Linked DNA regions of Mus musculus: region 2 is linked to region 1. A link is a contact called in public HiChIP or PLAC-seq data. All regions are on one chromosome and are shown on one strand. The core of a region is the stretch at or near the end of the contact, and the rest is flanking DNA. Distances in the headings are between cores, read along the strand shown. Region 1 has its middle 27 kb from the start of Rtp2. Region 2 holds the start of Masp1 (mannan-binding lectin serine peptidase 1).

Evidence for each region. HiChIP or PLAC-seq counts read pairs in DNA pulled down with a chosen protein or histone mark.
Region 2: an H3K4me3 HiChIP or PLAC-seq map of bone marrow-derived macrophages shows a contact between it and region 1, with 7 times the contacts expected there. The contact joins the promoter of Masp1 here to the enhancer-like site in region 1. A contact is called at or near these places in 12 of 39 promoter capture datasets (the 3T3-L1 cell line, 3T3-L1-derived adipocytes, the HPC-7 cell line and 6 more), 2 of 15 datasets of contacts at CTCF or cohesin (the NIH/3T3 cell line and embryonic stem cells), 1 of 484 Hi-C or Micro-C datasets (bone marrow-derived macrophages), 9 of 115 datasets of contacts at active chromatin or transcription factors (bone marrow-derived macrophages, cardiomyocytes, embryonic basal ganglia and 5 more) and 1 of 9 other capture datasets (embryonic stem cells).

Annotation. Positions count from the first base shown.
Region 1 is chr16:23,954,366-23,961,522 of GRCm38.p6, forward strand. No RefSeq gene overlaps it. Among named protein-coding and RNA genes, the nearest start is that of Rtp2, 27 kb to the left of the region's middle. Within about 2 kb of position 4,501, at least 3 of the 459 cell types and tissues checked have an H3K27ac peak or open chromatin away from gene starts, as enhancers often do. A contact at or near this core is called in bone marrow-derived macrophages, where this site is marked.
Region 2 is chr16:23,518,973-23,525,663 of GRCm38.p6, forward strand. It overlaps Masp1 (mannan-binding lectin serine peptidase 1), which reads right to left and starts at 1,843. Exons shown (of 11, transcript NM_001359083.1): 1 at 1,574-1,843. The coding sequence starts at 1,578. It also overlaps a transcript of Rtp4 not described here.

The DNA.
Region 1 (7,157 bases), core at 3,251-5,750:
TACCTCAAAAACAAGTGGATTGTGAGGAGCGGGTGTGGCAGCAGCTAATTCTTATGACTTGCACCTGACTTCCTCATACACCTGAAAATTGCCATGACCATTGTGAAAGCTGCGCAGGTGCACCATGATGCTGGCGGTGTAAACAAGTCCATATTTGGTGGAGACGCGCCCCTGCCACCCTGATTGGCTGAAGCTGTGTGCCTGGTGAGGTGATGTGGCCTGCCATGAGTGAATGGGGACTGAGAGTATATAAGAGTGAGAGGCCCGGGGTTCAGGGGAGAAAAAGATGAAGCGAGAGATGATGACTGAAGCTTGCTGAATAAACTGCTGTTAGAAGAACTGGTGGTCGTGTCGTTCTTGCTGGTCGAGAGCGGACGCGACAGTGGATGACGGGATACATCTGAAATCCTTAAACGCACTACCATTGCTGGGTCCACATTGGGCCAGGTCTGCCGTGAGTTAAGAAGGGGTAAGCAGAGAACATTATGAGCCAGGCAGAGATGCAGTACTCTTGTGTTAGACATTGTGTATCTTTCTGTGTGACTATGGGTCATGTGTGCCAGGCAGAAATAATAGCAGCATAAGCAGGTGGGGCATTGAATTGTCTCACTGCCATAAAATAAAATAAAAATAAAGAAAATGAAATGAATGTTAAAAGGGCTGAGTTGGGGGGTGCAGCCTCATCTGGTAGGGGTGCTTGCTCTGAAAGCATGCGGTTCAACTTGAGTTCAAATCCCCAGTATCCATGTAAACAGCCTGGCATGGACAACTATTCTTTTAATCCCAGTGTTACATGAGGTGGAGGCAGGAGGATGGCTGGGGTTCTCTGCCTTCCAGCCTAGCTCCATGTTCAGTGACAGTATCAAGATGAAAAGTAATTGGGCCTGGACACCTCATGTCCTCCACATGCACAGATACACACACCCGATCCATATGTGTGTACTACACACACACTCTCTCTCTCTCTCTCTCAAAGAAAGAGACAGACAGGCAGAGAGAGAGACAGACAGACAGAGACAGAGTGATTTAAAAACTAAAAATGGTATGTGAGAAGCCAGCCCAGGGTATTATATAAAAAGAGGAAAGAAAACCAACATGAACCCTATAATGCAACTCTGCCCGTCTCTACCCCAAAAGGAGTTGAGACTATCATGATGTTGGCCCTTCTCTCTTGTGACTCACAGCAGCAGATCTCCACTCTGACCTCCTGGGGTCAATGCATCGTGCATGCCACCACAGGCTCAAAGCAAGAGCGCAGTGATGATGATGGAGCTGTGATCACAGGGCACCAAAACAACTAATTTCTTATCATAAGTTGATCATCTTGCGTGTTTATTACAGTAACAGAAAGCTGACTACCACAAGCTGTCACCCACAGCCCATTCCATCTTTAGATATTTACTGTAAAATCTTCTCTCCAGTCAGGCTGAGCTTGTTTTTTTTTTTGTGTCTCTCACCCATTGGTCATAGCTTTCTCCCTTCAGCTTTGCCAAAGAAGCAGTCAGACAAATGAGGCTATTTGACAAAGACAACCTTTGGGGCAGTGGTTCTCAACCTTCTTAATACTGCAACCCTTTAATACAGTTCCTCATGTTGTGGTGACCCTCCCCCAACCATAAAATTACAAAAATTACTTTTGTTGCTACTTCATAGCTGTAGTGTTGCTACTGTTATGAACCGCAGTGCAAGTAGCTGTGTTTTATGATGGTCTTAGGCAACCCTCTGAAGAGATTGATGAACCCCAAAGGGTTTGCAACCCACAGGTTGAGAACCACTGCTTCAGGGGCTGGGTAAGATTTCTGGAGACAATCATAGCAGTGTAAGGCCACAGCTATAACAGAAATGCCTACCACAAGCATCTGGAAATCGGTCTCAGGCCTTAGAGACTATGTTTGCTTTCTGGCATTTGGTGTTCTTTTCCAAATGATAAAGGAATTGAACTGCAGACTCTTCTTGGCCAGACCACCTTACAACACTTACAATAACAAGTAGCAACATGTTAAAGAGTCCCTTAGGCGTAAAGCTCTCCTGGCTGTGATGGCTGGTAAACCCGGGATTGCCTTCACAAGTTGAAATGCAATGAGCAACCATAGTCTCCAGTGAAAGGGATTTTCACCCATCTTGAAATGCTGTATCCTATAAAATTCAGATCGTTTCTATTTCATAGATACCAGCTTGAGGCTGACCTGTTCTCATGTCTGTATAACCCAAGTGCCCTTGCTCACCAAACACTATGTTGTTCACTGATGTTTATTTGTGAGGCCCACCAAAGGTAGAAACGACAAAACTAGTTAGAATTGGAAAAAAGCATCTACTGGGCTGGGGCCAGCACCACTGTCTCTGTCTCTCCTCCTCTGAGGCAAGAAGCCCTTGGTGAGCTCCTGGGAGGTCCCCAAGGCCAATTGTCTGGCCCCAAGAAGGAATTCAAATCTCAAACCCCTGGACCTCTAGTGTGTGGGAGAAACACAAGAGAAAGAGTTGTGATGCTGGGGCCATTTGTGAGAACTTTACAAGCAGTCTCTGTTGTGAGTTTAATTGTGTCCCTTTCAAAATTCATAGTTTGAGATTTTTATCTGGAGTGTCTGAGAACATGCCACTGTTTCCAAACAGATTTGTTACATAGCAATTAGTGTCACGCTTTTCTTATTGTTGTGACAAGCATACCTAATAAGTTACTTAGGGGAGGAAGGGGTTAGTTAGTTAGATAGTTAGTTAGTTGGTTAGTTAGGTCGCTAGTTAGTTAATTAGTTGATCTAGAACTCCAGCCACTCACATTTCGAGTGAGTCTTCCTGTCTCAATTAACATAATTTAGCTAATTCCTCATAGACTCTCCTAGAAATTTGTCTCCTGGGTGGTTCTAGCTATTGTCAAGTTGATAATCAATAGTAGCTATTTCAGGTCCACCCCTCAACAACTTGACACCCAAGCATGTCATGTGGAAGCCCTACCCTTCCATTTCTTGTCCCCGAAGGCTCAAGGGCATTTCCTAGGGCAAAAGGCATTCTGTTCAACTTTAAGTCCCCATAGCCTTTAGCAGTTCCAACACTGTTTGAAAGTCCAAAGCTCGAGTCTCTTCTGAGATTTAAGGCAATCTCTTAGCTGTAAGTTCTACTTTAGAGAAATCCTATTTGCATAGTTCTGATAGATAACGAATGCACAGAGTAAGCATTCCCGTTCCGAGATGGAGAAATGAGGATGTCACAAAGTTGTACCAGACCACACCAAAATGTCCTGAAGCTCTCTCTATGTTCAGGATTGAAAGCTTGCGATAACATCATCTGCACAGAAAGGAGCTGAGCACGGTCACAGCAAGGACCACTTCTTGACACCACTATTCTGTAGTAGCTACTTTTCTCCTTGCTGTGACCCAATCTTCAACAAAAGGAAAGATAAAGAGAGGTAAGTTTATTTCAGGTCACAGTTCAAGGGAGTATAAACTGTCAAGGTGGTGAAGGCATGGTGGCTGGAGAATAAGGTATCGAACCATATTGTATCCCGCTAGGATATAAAGATATATGAGAGCTGGTTGCCCAGTTGACTTTCTCCTTGTGTGTGTGTGTGTGAGAGAGAGAGAGAGAGATGCTCCTAGGGACTGAACCCAGGCCTTCAGCATCAGACCACAGTTCATGGAATGGTGTCATTACATTTAGGGTAGGTATTCCCACCTCTGTTAAACAAATCTAGAAATTTCCTCGCAAACATGCCCAGAGGTTTGTCTCTTAGGTGAGTCTAAACACTGTCACATCGAAGTAAATATTGATTAGTACAAGATCATTGAGACCCACAGGCATTACCCAACGTGACTGTTGTGCCCTTGGATTTTCATTATGGTTTTCCCTTAGCCTTAAATTTTTCTTCTATATAATAGTTCTGCACATTTGTTGGATATATGAGTGCTTTTGCCATTAAAGGCTTTTAATAATCAAATCTACAAGTCCCCTATCTTGTGTATCATGTCTTTACAGTAAAATTATGCAACATACTTTCTTTTACCTAATTTTTGAAATAGTTGATACAATATTGTTAATAATAGTTATTGTTGTGGGCACTAGAACACCACACATCATTCTCTTTTTTTGAAAAGCAGTCTCATGAAATGGTTCCAACACATTTAGGGCAGATCTCCCACCTCAATTAACCAAAAGTCCCCCATAAACATGCTCGGGGTCTGTGAGACTAGATCTTGTCACATTGTGCCTGTTGGGCCCGCTTGCCTAACAGCGTGAGCTCCGGGTTCTGTAGAAGCCATTCAACTGCACACAGTAGGCCCCTCCTTTGTATACCACGTTTTCGTTATCCATTCATGCGTTGGTAGATACTAGGTCGTTTCTACTTCTTCCTTTCTGTGATTTGTGCTGCACTGGGTACGGGGTGCTAGGCTACCATTGTGTTCCCTCTGGATGAGTATCTCTAGCCATCAGAATGTCAGATCATCCGCTAACTTGTGTTTCTAATTTTTGAGGAACTTTCGTACTGCTTTCCATAATGGCATTACTAATTTACATTACCAAGAATAGTGTGTAGAGTTCCCCTTTCTCCTAGTACTTGCCCCTTTGGTAACAACTGTTCTAGTAAAGTAAAAGCTCACTGTGATGCTAATTGCATTTCCCTGATGAGTGACAGAACTGAGAGCTTCTTTCATATTTCCCTTGACCATTTAAATGTCTGGATAAATGTCCATTCATGTTTATAAAATTTTTAGAAATATATTCATTTGTTTTATTTATATAAGTACTCTGTAGCTATCTTCAGACAAACCAGAAGAGGGCAACAGATCCCATTACAGATAGCTCTGTGCCATCATGTGGTTGCTGGAAATTGAACTCAGGACCTCTGGAAGAGCAGTCAGTGCTCTTAACTGCTGAGCCATCTCTCTCCAGCCCATTTATACCATTTTTATATCACCATCACCACCACCACCACTGTCACCATCATCCATGCAGTAGCAGCAGCAGCAGCAGCAGCAGCAGCAGCATATCTGTGTTTGCAGGCACATAGGCCACAGTGTGCCTGTAACGATCAGAGCACAGCTCTGTGGACTGGGTTCTCTCCCTTCATCTTTAAATTAATTCCTGGGATGAAACTCAGGTCGCCAGGCTCGTGTGGCAAATGCCTTCACTCACTGAGCTGTCTCACCAGCTCCTGCATCGATTTTGACTCTAATTGTTTCTCACTACTGAGCAGCTTGAACCTCATATATAATCCAGGCACTAACCCTTTGCGGAAGCTTTTTGGTTAGTGTGGTATAAAGAGGTTGGTTACACATGTACACGAGAGTGTGCACGTGCACATGTACACATGAGAAAAAGAGAGAGACAAAGACGATGTTTTCATAAGCCAGAAGAGAATCAAAGATGGTCAGACAGCCATCAGAGGCTATAAGTGAAGCTTGGAACAGACTCTCACACAACTCAGGAGAATCCACCCTGCTGGCATCTGGTCTCAGAAAGCCAGCCTCCAGGACTTGCACGAAGCCCTTCAGATTGTCTTACTTTGATACAGCAGCCTGGACAAACTTCAGAGATGGTGACATTGAGCAAGATAGCTCTTTCCAAACAGATGAGGCCATTCCATGGAGAAGCCCGGGGCTCTTGAAACCTTCAGGATACTGATCTCTGGCTTAACTGCTCAGCAAAGCTGGCCACCACATAGTGAGTGTCCTGAGAGAGTGATGTGTCATTCCACCTATGTCCTTCTCAAGGCCCCAGGATTCCTACGATCATCATTTATTGGCAATCATTTTAATGCCTTTTGGTATTTTTTTCTACATTGTTCATGTTATAGTTTTCAAACTTAACTGAAAATGTTCTGAGGGCCTGGTTCATACTCTGGAATTAAGTGATCTCTCTGATCAAAGTTCTTGCAGTGACACTTGATGTGATGTCTTCCTGTTCTTGGTTTGGTTTTCTTGACTATGTGAAATTATTATAGTCCCTAAAGAGTCTCATTTACCATCGTCAATGATTCTGACTCTGTATGTGCTTGCTACCTAACCAAACCTGCCTGCTTAGGATATAAAGACAGCAGCTTTGTATGATGTCACACAATTTATATGTCACACACTTTGCATGATGTCACGCACTTTGTATGATGTCACACACTTTGTATGATGTCACACTCTTTATGATGTCACACACTTAGAATCTCAGCCATGGGGAGGCTGAGACAAGATGACAGCAAGTTCAAGGACAGCTTGAGTATGCAGTGAGTTTGAGACAGGCCTGGGCTACATAGACTATCTTCAGGTCTCTCTTGTGTGTTAAATGTCCTAAGCAACCATTCATCTAGGGTGGTCAGTTGCCAAAGGTGGGTACTAAGGTACATCTCAAGTTTCCATCTGAGACTCCAAGCCTTTTCTGACTTGACGTACCTCTACGTAGATGCCTGCTTTCCTAGTGCCCACGGACGTACTCTCCCCTTTCAATGTAAGTGCCCCTTAACACTACACTGGTTGTATTGTGTCTCATGACCCTGGCAGGATAGAATCCCTCTTTCTCCTCTTTAGGGATTAGAGGAAGTTGGTCTTCTCTATTGGTCACGGTATTTTTGGTAAACCAAGGTTTGTGTTTTTCCTTGGAGGAATCCAAGAACTGTCAGCCACCATTCATTAAGAAGTTTAGACATGCAGCCAAGGAGATGGCTTAGTTGCTTTTCGAGGTTGGCAAAGCCAGTTCCAGTCTCCAGAAACCACAGAAATGTTGGTTTGCTTTGGCAGCTGCCTATAACCCTGTCACTTGGAAGGTGGATATTGGGGGTCCCCAAGGACCAGCTGGCTTGGTAGACTGACCAAATCAGGGAGCCCTGGATTCAAATGAGAGACCTTGCCACAATAAATGATGTGAGAAAAGACTGAGGAAGATAAACCATATGGCCTCCACTTATGTAAACATGGGTTCCCACACGTAGGTCCACACACACACACACATACACACACACACAACTTCCAACAGCAGTACCTGTTTTATTAATTATAACCAGTTACAAGTTTTGCTTTAGCTTAACACTAAATTGAATTTTACTCCAAAGATTATGAGTGTGGGAAAGCAATAGTAAAAAGTGTGTATCCTTTATGAAAGTCACAAAGCTATCATCAGAAAAACCGTCTACTGTGAAATGCAGTGTATAGACCGGGCCGCATTTTATTGTAGTACCATAA
Region 2 (6,691 bases), core at 593-3,092, 440 kb before region 1:
TCCTTATGTCACATGAAACCCGAAGCCAGGATGAAGCAATGCTCATGAAAGTGACTCAAGTGCTGTGTGCCTGTGAGTCCAGACCCCTGAGAGACAGCCAGCAGGACACTTTCCTAGAACTTCTTTTTGATATTCAGTAATTGAATTCGACTCTGTCATAGTTACTGAATTTCTACTAGAAAGGAACATGATGTTAGGTGCTGGTCACATGACCATGAAGACCTACAAAGATGAAGACATTGGTTACATCCCTCGGAAGTGGGAAGTGGACATTTAAATCAGTAGCCACGCCAGAGATGACAAGAAATATGGCCACAGATGAGAACAAAGGAAGAGATGCCATGTCTGAGGGATGGAGATCAGAAACGAGGACACAATGTTGAGCGAAATACCTGGGAGGGTTGTCCTAAATTGAGGGTTAAGCATATACAACGGTGAGCTTTTGGGATGGCTGAGGCACAGGTAAGGCAGAATATCATTCCACAGTACAAAGGAAGAAAAGCCATTGTTTCAGAAGAAGGGAAAAATGAACAAAACCAAAGGACAACTTTACAAGATCAGAATGACGGAATGAACTTTTAGAGACAGCTCTTCCTCCTAGGCATAGGTCAATGCAATCCAAAGTTACACAGATGGAAGCTCACTCTTTATTGGCCCTGGACTGAGCAAGTTACCAGGTGACTGAAGAAAAGAAACAAATAGAAACTTTCCTGATTTAAAGGAAAGCGAATGGAAAATAGGTGTGTAGGGACTTAACACATCTCCAGAGTGTGTTTCCTTGCTCTTTTTGACACTTACAAGTGATAACAATAATTAGGATAGTTGGGGTTTCAGACTCTGGTAAAGCTTATAAGAAATGCCTGGTGAGGAACATGAAGGGACACAAGAAACAGGGAAGGTTGAAGAGCTTCAAGCCCATTAGAATTTAAAGTGGTAGGTTTCTGAATCCCACATGCTCCTTAAAAAAACTGTGGTGTCTCTTTAAGAGCCATTTGGTGCATTTCCTAGCCTGATTCATGTCACCAGCTGCCTCTGATTTCAGTGAGAAATGCAGAATTTATAGGGAACTGTAAAATGGGGACAGGTTTCTAGTTTTCTAAATTGAGGTTTAACTGGCAAACTTCTGAAGGCTCAAGAAACCACAAGTGAGGCTGTGGGGGGAACTGTTGTCTTTTCCGGTCAGAAAAAAAAAATATAAACACACAAACACATTATCTAACTCTCAAAGTGTTGGGAGAAAGAAATCAGTGCTCTTTGCCGAGCAGCAAAAAGAAGAATCAGCCTTGTGGGCAGGAGGAGGAGGAGGATCGCATTGGCCAGTAGGCAGCACCCTGTGCTGGCAGAGAGAGAAATCTGAGCCTCAGCCTCGCCAGGAGCAGGCTTTGCACAAACTATCTGGTTTCAAGTTGCGACTCTCCGGAGTCCCTGGGAAGGTGCCCCAGGGACAGGGCCCCCAGGATTGATGAGACTCCCCCATCCCCAGCCGCCCAGAGGATAAGCAGGTGAGTCTGCCTAGAGACAAGGTCAGACCCAGCGGGCTGCTCTCCACTCGGTCCCCTGACCAGGCACTCACCTCATTTTCCTGCTCTGTGAGCTCCTGGCTTTGGTTCCTTCTGCCAGACTTGTCTGTGAGCTCGTCCCAGTCCCCGGTGTGGTGTCAGCGATGCCTTATCTTTGTTCTGAGGTCCCTGTGTGTCTCTGGAATTGGCTGGCATTCTCCATTCAGGTCACGCCTTCTCCTGCCTGCAACAGATCCCCTCTCCCCCTCTCCCTCTGGCTTTCCCTCTCTCCTCTCTCTGTCTGAGCTTATGTACACTCGGAGGGACCTGACAGACTGTTTCCTTGCAAGATCTGTTAGCCAGTCCCCTCCTAGGGAGGGACTGCAGCCCTTGAGAAAAAAATCTGAGAGACTTAGAGGTGTGTGTGTGTGTGTGTGTGAGAGAGAGAGAGAGAGAGAGAGAGAGAGAGGAGAGAGAGAGAGAGAGTAATTTCTCTTCAGCCTCCCTTGCCTGATGGCTATAATTGTTCTACTTTAGGACCCCAGCAAAAGAACAATTAAACAGAAACAGCCAACTAAAAAGGCAGTTCTAGGAGATTATAAAAAAGAAGGCAGATTCCAAGCCTCAGCCTGTTCGTGGACATCCACAGGTTTTTTTTTTTTTTTTTTTTCCTTCTGAAAACCTCGTGGCTGGCCCCGCTGGTGAGGGAGCACCAGTTCCTGCAGTTGGCTACTTACTCTCCCCACTTGAAAGGCTGCTGCGTGGCACTGTCTAACTGCAAGCATGCAGAGATCTAATTTACCCAGTTGGGAAAAAGGCTTCAGCAAAGCCAGAGAGCCAGGTGCCCCATGCATCTAGAAAGAACTGTGCCTGTGTGCTGTCAGTGCCTCAGGCCCCATAGAGAAACGTACAGCAGATCTATGCTGAGCTGAGTAATAAGAGAGCCCTCTTCCTAAAGACAGCACCACATATAACCCTCTCCACAGCTAACCCCTACTGTAACTCCACCACAGTATCATCTCTGCAGTCCGACATCTCAGTCCGACAGAGGCCCTTCCACAGTAATAACCCCAACACACAAAAGTGGCAGCCTGCGCTGAAGGGCGTGTGAGGTGGGTGGGCCCGCTCACCTGCATCATTTCAGCGCCAGGCACAAACGCTGTCTAAATCACTTCCACAAACTTCTGAGGGTTCTCTCTGATGGATCTTTTCCAGGTGGGAAAATGATGTCTTAACAAGATTATAGGACTGGCCAAGGCATCCAGGATCCCACTACCACTTCTGGAGCCATTGCCACCTCAAGCCAGCTGTTAGAAGAGCCACTGGGCGCTAACCCTGGCCCCACTCGTTCCTTCGAGAACCTTGTCCAGGCCTGTGGTAGCATTATAACTCCAGTAAAGAAAGTGCCCAGAGGAAGTGGTCATACACTTAGGAAGGGAGGAAGAAGTCCATCTCTCATGGGTTCCATGACACCACGTCTCGGTAACGTATCACAGAGCACGTGGCGTTTGCAAACCACATACATCCACTAACAGAGAAACCGAGTCCTGAACTATTTCAAGCGCTTTAGATGCTGATCCAGACTTTAACGGTGATCTATGTTTTCTGACCAACCTGGCTGCGTACAGCACTGTTTCAGATCCCATCTCTTTGTTCGCTGAATGGAAACTGTAACGAGGCACAAGTGAGAATTTGAGGATGAGCTGCTTTTCAGTCATGCAGAAGGCCACCTGCCACCTGAATCAAGGTGCCAAACACATTCTCCACCCTGAGATAGCTCTCCTTGACGTATTTTGGGGGGAGCAAAGATTTGACATTTACTGTAACCCCTTCTTGTCTTTCCTCCAAGTTCTCCAGTTTAGCTTTCCTGAGTGCCAGCCTTGTGTGATTGGCATGATTATGAGGCTCTGGCTGATAATGTAGTGTAAGTGTGTGTGATGAGGAGGGAGGTTTGAACTCAGGCATTGCCCGAGAGAAATGGTCTCTGTTTCAGGCAGGACAAGAAAGAAAACCCTGTAAAATCTCCATTAAGCAGACTGTCAGGCTCTTTAGACATCAAATAACTCTCACAAAAAAACATTTTAATGATTTAAGTGTAAATGAATCAGAAACACATGGGCTGCATTTCTTTTGGAATACACAAGGGTTTTCAAACCAAAGGAGAAAGAACTTGGCAAGACGCACACAGTGCACAGTGGCCTTGCCCGGGGAAGGAGTCCGGCAATTCTCCCTGCAGCTGAGCCCACCCTCTCTGGAGTTAGCATATGTTAAGGAAAGGCGTTCACTCTAGATCTGGGCACAGAGGGAAGAGTTTGAGAGGGAAAGCCATAAGCTACCCCTTGTAAAGTGTCACAGAGAGCAATTAGACCTCCAGAAATAGCTTCTTGCCCTAGCTTTTTAAAGACTGCCAGTGATCAATGGGAGACACTTGAAGGGTATTCTGAGTGAACATTCTAGCAATTTGCAGCAGCTCTGCTATATGGCGTCCTTAGGTGTCAGCCAAGGCTCGGTTGGAGCTGCTGGAATGCACACAGTCACAGAGGTGCAGTGGAGGCTCTGGGTGTGTGACTCCTGCAGCTGCCCACTGGCTTGCACTATGCTTTTAATGAAGACTCCCTGAGGTGTCTCCATCATACCCAGGTGTGAGAGGATGGCCGTGCTGCTCTGGGGTTTGGAGCACTGGGCTGTAGTCCCAGTAGTTGCAGCTTCAGGCAAGTCACCTACTTTCTTTGTGGGGTATCAGTTCATTGAGTGTGAGCACATAGAACATGATGTGGGCTTGAGAAGATGCACGGATGAGAGGCTGCTCGCCTGCACTGAGGTAGGAGGCCAGAGGAACCCCACAGTGGTGTCGCTTGCTTTCCCTGTGGTTCTGACAGTGTCGTCATTCATTATTCAGAATCCTATCACGGCTATTAAGAAAAATTATGTTTGGAAAGATTCAATTAGTCTCTTTAAAAGTTTGACAAAAAGTGGCTTAAAATGCACACAAGGAACCAATAGTTCTTAGTTCTAAGCAAAGAAATGGGGACAACAGGGGTGAGCTCAGAGCCCTGGCCTTCTCGCCACAGTCAGGAAGCCCTATCTATCAGAAAGGCAGCTTATGTGAGAATGAGTCCTATAGTTTTCCTACCCTGGAACACCGGGGTTTACATTTTCTACCAAAGTATTTATTTTGTAGTGTCTGAGTGAAAGTTTCTGGAATGCTATGAATGTGTCAGAAAATGTAAAGAATTTGGTCAGTGGGTTGTTCTTTGGCAGGGCAGGGGTCAAAGTCTGAAACTCAGGCTTCCTTTTGAATATCTAAGAAATAAATAAAGAGCTTGAGGCAATTTAGAATCACAGATGTGGTGGAGCACAACTATAATCCCTGTTCCCAAAGGGCGGACAAGAAGACAGCAAAGTCAAGGCTAGTTAGGAGGCACAGTGACACCTGAATCAAAAACCAAAGCAAAACAAAAACTAAACGTTAGGTCGCTCAGCACCTCGACCAGGACAATGCCCAATACCATTACCTTCAGACTTTCCTGGTCATCACAACTGTGAGAAATTAAAAGAATGCCCATGCTTCATCCAGGGACACTCAAATTCACTTCAGTGTGGTTGCTGAATCTGACACTGTGAAACCCCGCCTGGCACGATTATACCATTTTTAATGCATACCTCATAAAGCATTATTATAAGTGGGATTATTTTCCTGATTCCTTTCTCAACACATATAGGAAAGGTACTGATTTTTATTTTGTTTTTGATCCTCCTACTTTCCTGTGTTTATCAGTTTTAAGGGTTTTCTGACAAAGTGCTTAGGGTCTTTCACACATAATGGACATTGTTTACTTACACATATGTTAAAAATAAACATTCTTCAATAGTAGTCCCAGGAAAGCTAGGTACTCTCAGGTAGGAGAATGGAACTAGATTCCCATTTCTCATGCTGTACAAAAATCAATTGAAAAGTGTCTCACACACACACACACACACACACACACACACACACACACACACACAAGGCTTCATGTAAGACCTGGAATTCTGATTCTGTTAGAGAAAAGCACGGGGAAGGTGTGTCAAGATATAGACACAGGGAAAGACTTTCTGAAAAGGCCTCTAGGAGCTCACAAAATAAAATCAAGAATTGACACATTATTTTGTGAAATTAATAGGTAGCTACAGAACAAAGGACATAATGTAAGGAGACAACAGAGAGAACGGGAGGAAATCTTTGCCACCTACCTGTCTGACAGGCTAATCCCTAGACTACCTGAAGAACTGAAAACCCTAAATGCTCCAAAGTCAAACATCCCAAGTAAACAATAAAATGAACAGACCGTTCACAAAGAGCCAGAGAACAAGTAGGAAAATATTCAGCATCCTTAGCCATCAAGGGAATTCATATTAAAATGTCATTGAGGTATATTCTATGTCATCTCAGTCAGAATGACCATTGTCCTGAAAAAGGTTAGACACTTTGAATTATTGTACTACAGTACAAAATTTTATATATTTATGATATGCAATATAATTTAATTAGATATATGGAATGCATAGACTCAACAAATTAACATATATATCTTCTGGAAGACTATCTGACAGATAAAAATTGATTCATGGTTTCATGAGGGACATGGAAGGTGGTGCTCTGTAGTGGAGGGAGCTTGTTACATTGCCACATGTAGGTAAAGGAGTCTACCTCTAAGGCTGAAGGTTCACCCTCAAGTTCTCTTCTTTCAAATGTGGAAGCTGTGATGGATGCGGTCTTGGCCTCAGAGAACTTACCTCATTGTTCTGGGACAGAGCAATATATTTCTCAGCACCTGCCTTGTCTGTAACTTTTAATTTGCTCTTGCTCTTCTCTTCATAAAGCTACATGTTTTATGTATTTTCTGCTCTACCCATTGCTATTTTTCACTGTACACCTGGAGAAGAGTGGCAAGCAATAACTACACCACAGCCTAAAACTGACTATTATTGAACAAATGAGGTTGTGACTTTTGAATCCAGCCTCACTTAAGTACTCAGAACATGCCCAGGATAAATGCAGATTCTTTGACACAATGTAGCATGAGTGAGCTCTAGTGCACTTCCCCATTAAACACCTTCTTCTCTGAAGCCTTAGGAGTCAGAAACCCTCTGTCATGTTTCTCTCAGAATTCATATCTCCCAAACACCTATCAGAATGGAACATTAAGCTC